2 separate regions of the Manis pentadactyla genome follow, and region 2 is linked to region 1. Evidence: chromatin contacts called from public Hi-C data. All regions are on one chromosome and are shown on one strand. The core of a region is the stretch at or near the end of the contact, and the rest is flanking DNA. Distances in the headings are between cores, read along the strand shown.

What was found. Hi-C and Micro-C count contacts between places; a contact is called where the count stands out from the background.
Region 2: a contact with region 1 is called in a Hi-C map of fibroblasts, with 5 times the contacts expected there. The contact joins the promoter of AHR here to the promoter of LOC118917090 in region 1. A contact is called at or near these places in 3 of 3 Hi-C or Micro-C datasets (blood, fibroblasts and skin fibroblasts).

Annotation. Positions count from the first base shown.
Region 1 is chr7:91,409,947-91,413,611 of mManPen7.hap1, forward strand. LOC118917090 reads right to left here and starts at 2,076. Exons shown (of 6, transcript XM_057504969.1): 1 at 1,753-2,076. The coding sequence starts at 2,076.
Region 2 is chr7:91,675,136-91,678,800 of mManPen7.hap1, forward strand. AHR (aryl hydrocarbon receptor) reads left to right here and starts at 1,811. Exons shown (of 11, transcript XM_036894489.2): 1 at 1,811-2,526. The coding sequence starts at 2,462.

The DNA.
Region 1 (3,665 bases), core at 826-3,325:
AGAAGTTTCTTTACCATAAAAGGCACTGAGCTCTAAAGAATTTCCAGGATATTTTTGAAAGCACAATTTAAGAAATCTATGGAAGAAACACAAACCAAGTAGGCAATTTATTTTAAACCCTGGGCTTGATGAATTCATCTTACATTTTAATTTTATCCTGTGCCCTTGGAATAAATTCTTGACTAGATATGGATTAATATGAGCCTCTTATTTTGCAAGAGAGTGCTAGTTGCATTTTATAGCAAAAGCAAAACACATCTTTCCAGTATTATGAAAAGTACATGGGTGAGCAGAACATATCAGAACACACTGGATATGAGTGAATAGAATGGTTTTTCCCTTCCCCGTCTCAGTTGCCCCTTGCAAAGTCATAGGAACTCAATAAAGCCTGGACTGTATTAAAGCTAGAGAGGGGTGCCATCTGAATCCCTCCCCGCCCCATGACTTGTATATGGAATTTATGACTATCTGATCCATAGCTAAATCCAGGAAGGAACTAAGATGTGGTTTTCCACACAGGACAGTGGTAAAGAGCCACCTGTTACCATTTCATTAGATAGTTAAATATCAACAAAGAAGAATGTGGTTCCATCCTATGGCTTGTTCTCATCTGTGCAGACCTTCAGAGACGGATAAACAATTATCAACAGTGAGAGGGCAGGCATAAGAGCTTTTGGACTCAGACGTTTTCCACGCAGCTTCTAAAATCTTACAGGCAACTGCCTCCCAGGCAATCTCTCAAAATAGAATCCATCGAGGGGGAAGTCAGCAGGGACTTGCTGGCTAAAGCAACTGGTTTCAGAAATCAAATGGCATCAGCCATGTCGTCACAGGATCTGGTATCCTCCCGTGCTTGTTTGAGACGTCAAGTATCACCGACTTAGTGTTGTGTCATCAGGGTTTTTCTGAAGAATGTAAGAATTTTATCACAACAGTTGGGAAATCCTGCAGGAAATCACAACTTTGGTGTTCTGTTTTCCAAGTAAGACCATAGAAGACTCCCTTTCAAAAAAATAATATTAAAAAAAATCTTTTTTCAGGCAAAGGGCTTATGAGACCAATCTTGGAAGACTAACTTACAATTCCAATAGGAACATTACTAAGTTTATCAAACACATGCTTTAATGAACAGTGACATTGAGCTGGGAACAAATGTCATGGGTGCAAGATCAACAGCATGGTCTCTGGGAGATGCAATGCCTGAATGATATTATGTGGATAATTGCATAACAACGATACAGTAATGCTACTGAACAATCAGTGCATTGTTCAAAATGAGGAAGCAAATACCTCTCAGTGTCGTCATCCCAAGTTCCCTAAACACTTACTGAACTTAAGGGAATGATAGATTTTATAACTTTACCCAGTTAGACTTATCTGCTGATCTCTGGAGAACAAGGTAGAGGAGAAAACACAAATCAACCTATGTGCCTTATTCCGCTTTTGTGATGTTCTCACCTGTGTCCTCCTCTGCACGTTTATAACTGGGGGGTCAGATGCTGAAATCTGGATAAAGTCAAAATCTCTCTTCAGTTTGGAGTCATTTAATGAATGTTTACTGAAGGACCAGAGGGAAAGAAAACCATCCCCAAAGACGGGAAATAAATGATTTCAACCATGTAGGTTTTAAATTCCATCAGGTGGCACTGGAACAGGCTTCAGTCTAGGACTGATTTTTTATCATCCATTATTGAGGCAATAACCCTTCTGAATGTTCAATCTGATGTCCCATGAATTACAGCATTTCCTTACTTTGACAGGGGAAATATATTCTATTCCTGTCCCTGTGTGAGTTCTGTGGATTTTTCCCTTAGGTGTTTTTTGTTGCCCAGACTTGGCTAGTTTCTTCTCACTTGTGTGCTGATCAGAGTTCAACTGAGGACACAGAAGGGGCCCTCTGCTGGTCTCCTGAGCTTGCTCTCTCTCTCTCTGTGTGGCTCTCTTCAAGAATCTGCCTGTGGATTCCTGGACTCCCTGGAATCTTAGCTCCACTTCTTCAACCCAGGGACTTCCCAGACTCCATGTTGGTCCCAGCTCCCCGAGCTTTGGCCTAGGAACTCTCTCCAGGTTGTACATGCTCGGGCAGCCACAAGGGTCGCTGTCTTCGTTTCCTGTCTCTTAGGTCACCATTCTGTGCTGCCTGATGTCCAGTGTTTGAAAATCATTATTTCATAAATGTTTTCCATTTTTTTAGTTGTTTCATGAGGGAAGGTAAATCCAGTCCCTGTTATTTCATCTTGGCTGGAAACCACAGCGATTTTAAATTCAAAAACGTTCTTTGTTGTTGTCTACCTTAAAAATTTCTCATGACTCCAAATGCATGTTATCTGTTAGTGAGGAGTTGGTTTATCATCTTCTGCATTAGGTGTGGGTGTTGTCAAGGTAGGTGTCTGAGGGAGTTGGCAAGATGCCTTAATGGTACCACAGGTGTCTCTGGAGAATGAATTAGCGATATTGCTTGGCTCTGGTCTTGAGTTTGATTTGTCATATAAAATAAAGTCTCATTTGCAGTTTGAACTTAGACGGACTCCATTTTATGAGGTCTCTCTCTTCTGTCTTCCTCTTCTATAACTGCATCCTTGGGGTGCACATATTGGAGTAGCTGTTAGGGTATATAATCATTAGTAGATCTGTGAGTGTAAATGAAGCCTGCCTTACTCTAGGCTCATGTTTTGCCTTACTTAGTCTTAAAAGTAAGTGCTGGTTGAATGTAAGTTATAAAACCATAAAACTCTTAAAAGACAACATAGGCAAACATCTCCTGAATATAAGCATGAGCAACTTCTTCCTGAGCCCGTCTCCTCGAGAAAGGGAAACAAAAGCAAAATTGAACTCATGGAACTACATCAAACTAAAAACTTTTGTACGGCGAAGGACATCATCAACAAAACAAAAAAGGCATCCTACAGTATGGGAGAATGTATTTGTAAATGACATATCTGACAAGGGGTTAACATCCAAAATATATAAAGAACTTACACACCTCAACACCCAAAAAGCAAATAACCCGGTTAACAAATGGGTAGAGAATATGAAGAGACAGTTCTCCAAAGCAGAAATTCAGATGGCCAACAGACACATGAGAAGGTGCTCCACATCACTAATCATCAGGGAAATGCAAATTAAAACCACAATGAGATATCACCTCACACCAGTAAGGATGACCAGCATCGAAAAGACTAAGAACAACAAATGCTGGTGAGGATGAGGAGAAAGGGGAACGCTCCTACACTGCTGGTGGGAATGTAAGCTAGTTCAACCATTGTGGAAAACAATATGGAGGTTCCTCTAAAAACTAAAAATAGAAATACCATTTGACCCCGGAATCCCACTCCTTGGAATATACCCAAAGAATACAACTTCTCAGATTCAAAAAAGACATATGCTCCCCTATGTTTATTGCAGCACTTTTTACAATAGCCAAGATATGGAAGCAACCTAAGTGTCCATCACTAGATGAATGGATAAAGAAGATGTGGTACATACATACAATGGAATACTATTCAGCCATAAGAAAGAAACAAATCCTACCATTTGCAACAACATGGATGGAGCTGGAGGACATTATGCTCAGTGAAATAAGCCAGGCAGAGAAAGACAAATGCCAAATGATTTCCCTCATTTGTGGAGTGTAACAATGAAGCAAAACTGAAGGAACAAAATGG
Region 2 (3,665 bases), core at 561-3,060, 260 kb after region 1:
TCCCAAATATCTATGGAATCTATTAATTTTTATCCATCTCCACTATCACCTCCACCCTAGTATCAGTAATTGTCATCTCTTGATTGAGCTACCACAAATGGTTTCGTAAGGAGTATTACTTCCATGCATTCTGCTCTGCTCCTCTCTTTTTAACCTCTTTTACGCATTCCAGATATGGTGATATTTTGAAGCACAAATTTGATCATTTGTGCCCTTCTCCACTGCTCATAGTGAACTTGTTTTAGTCCCTTATAATTGCCATGCTCTAAAGGAATTTTGCTTGTACTGTATCATTAGCTTGAAGTGCTCTTCTTTATTCTAGGTAACCCTGCCTTTTCCTTCAGACTTCAGCTCAATCATCATTTTTATTGGAAAGCCTGTCTTTGCCTCAATTACTTGGTCAAATAATATACTAGAGGATCATACTGAGCCAGGTACTTCTCCATACTCTGAGAGCATGGTGAATTTCTGGTTTTGCCCACCATTGTTTACCCAGTACTAGCATGATTCTTGGCACATAGGTGTTACCCCCAAAATATCTCTTGATTGAATTAATGTGTGGAAAGGATAATATCAGTTTTGGAATTCTGAATGGTATAGAATTGGGACTGGGCATTCTCATTTTGTTATTGTTAAAGAATAAAGTGAAGGGAGATGAATTAAATTTGTCTTTCAAAGAAGACAATTTTTGTTTTGCTGGAATAATTAGATATAAGTGATAGGGGAGTTGAAAATATTTCATAGGTTGATCTGGAGAATGGTAAAGCCAATGATAGCAAAATTTCTGCTAAAAAAAAAAGATGAGTTCAGTTTATTGATGCAATGAATTTAAGGTAACAAACTCACAGGGTAGAAATTGCTAGAGAACATCTTAGTCTGGAAGGCCTTCTGTTCCTGAGAAGCAAATATAGTCCTTTGTGTTCACAGTCCTCTGTAACAGTACAGAAATACTCAGAAATCTTGGAGTCATCTGAGATTGCTGCCTCTCTTCCCCTATTTCCTTATCCTTTTCTATCATTTCTTTAATTTCTCCATTTCACTGCCACTTCCCTGGACTTTGACCTGGACTATTTCAACAACTCCCTAACTACTACTCTCCCTGCATTCAGTTTTGTTCTCCTGTAATCCTGTTTGCATTTTTCTCCCCGCCTGACTTTTCCAAGACACTAGTATGCTAATTTCCTGCTAAGCATCTTTAAAAGGCTTCCACTGACTATAGAATAATATCTAGACTCTTCTCACTTCCAGCTCCTTTCTAATCATACCAGACTATTATCCCCAAATGCCTTGTCCTTCCCTTCTTAGTTCCATTCCATCCTATTGAAATCTGACTATAGGTTAACAGAGTTATTCTGGATGGGGAAAATATATTGTCTAGTATGGAGACAATTAAAGAGAAAAAAAAAAAAAGGCAAGGAAACTCCGAGCCTTCAAGTTCAATTCAGATGTGACCTCCCGAAGCTCGCCTCCTCTAGGAAGCTTCAGAGCCCCACTGGTTATCTGCCAGCTCACTGTAAATCTTAGTCCAAGTTAGCTGAGTCACTGTTTCTCATACAGGTGAAGTTAAACTCACTATTTGGCATGTCTGTCCTTGAGATAATCTAGTTACAAAGAGTTTGGCTACATGTAATTTGGGGTCACACCTCTCATGGTTTGGAAATGTGTCCACATAATCCTCCTCTTGACCTCAAGAAGATGGCTACTGAGGGGCGCCGTTACGCCTTACGTCACCACGTGCCAGGAGGTGGCGCCCCCAGGGGAGATGGTGCGTGGGCGTGGCTAAGCAGGACCGGGCGGGGCTACAAGGAGATGGGCGGGGCCGGAGTGGGTCCGGGGCGCTTCTGCTATTCAGCTGGTCCTCGCCTCGGTGGGAGGTAACGCCGGGGGAGTCCACTCGACGCTCGGTCCCGCGAGCTTGACCAGGACCACCGGCTCAGACCAGAGACATCCGCGTTGCTGAGCGGAAGCTGGTGGCACCGGAGAGGCAGCTGGAGCCCAAGCTCCGCAGACGGGAAGCACCCAGGACCGGGGAAGCCCAGGGAGCTGCGCGGCGGTGCCTCTCTTACCCAACGGGCTGCTGCGACGGTCACGGGGCGCGGCGCCAAAGCGCGCGACCCAGGCCAGGATTCCAAACAGGCGGTGCAGGCTCCTCCTCCGCCCGGGCCGCCTCACCTGCGGGTACGCTGCACCGCCTCCCCGGGTGTAGACGGCACCTGCGCCGCCTGGTTCGCCGGTCCCCGCCCCTCGTTCTCGGGAGCCAGGCCCGGGCGGCGCACCTGAACGCTCGGGGCTGCGGGAGCCGAGGCTCGGGGGGCGAGCGTCTTCGCCACCGCCCGGGGAGAACGCAGGTGGAGCGGCGCGGCTTCGTGGAGTCCGGCGTCGGCTACTGCCGTCGCCCAGTTGCTGCCTGGTCCCGGGGACCGCGCCCGCACCCGGTGAGGAGCCGCCGCCAGCCGTCACCATGAATAGCAGCGGCGCCAACGTAGCCTATGCCAGTCGCAAGCGGCGAAAGCCGGTGCAGAAAACGTGAGTGCCCGGAGCGCGTCCTCGGCGCTGGGGTGGACGCCCACCCCGCACCCAGGTCCCCGCAGGCTGGGTTAGGTCGTTTCCTCACACGATCCATGGACTCGAGATTTGGAGGCCGGTCGGGAGACCCAGGCCTTGGATTTTTCTGTTTTTGATGATTGTATTTTAAAAATTGCCTTCCCGTCCCCAGCGCACATTCACCCTCTAATGCCCCCAGCCATTTGCAGCTCTGTTCTAATATGGTCTAATTTGTTGACAGCCAGGTCAGCCCTGTGGGCTGGTGGATGAGTTAACATAAACCTATCTTGAAATCCCATTCCACTTTTAATATCCTCATAGGTTAAAGGAGTGTTATAATTCCCAATTCTGGCAGGACGAGATGTTTTTAAAGAGCTCAACACTTGCCGTCTGCTAGAAAGGGGCTGAGTGCCCCTGAAGGTATTTCTTAGGTCCGGTGCAACTGGCTTTCTGTTGCGTTCTTTCTTACTACTTCGGCAGTAATTTTGTATCCTTCAATGTGACTATGTCGGTAAAATGTACAGAGATGAGCAGACACGAGTGAGTGTAGGGGTATTTGTATTTTCAGCTTCCTTTTTGGGAAGCTTTCTTGTCACTTTTGGGGTGATTTTGTGTCTATAAAGCAAAGGATTTAGACCTGGAATTACTAAACAGGCAGGCGCTTTCATTCTTAGCATCTTTCTCTAATTTCCTTTTTCCCCTTCTTCAAAGTTTTGTCAATTCTAATAGATTGATTATAAACTTAGACTTGTTTGTTTTGGTGGGGTGTTTGTGTGAGCTAGCAAATACTTAAATTTTTTTTTATGAAAAAAAATCTGTGCCTGAGACTGATTTACTTTTGTTAGTTGGCTGTTTTCATTGTCTATTCCTAATTATTATCTCTGAGTTACCTTACTTCAAATCTTTCAAATTTTCATAGACACTTTTAAGAGCACATCAGACTTTTACTCGGAGCAAATAAGTGTGTGTTTTTCTTAAAACCTAACTTTGGTCATTGATCTCAACAGAAAAATAACAGTTTAAGATTTATACTTAAAACCAGTAACTGGTTTAAAAGTTTTATTATATGATCATAATTCTTTTAGAATTTAAGTGATCATAATTCTTCAGGTCTAGACTTG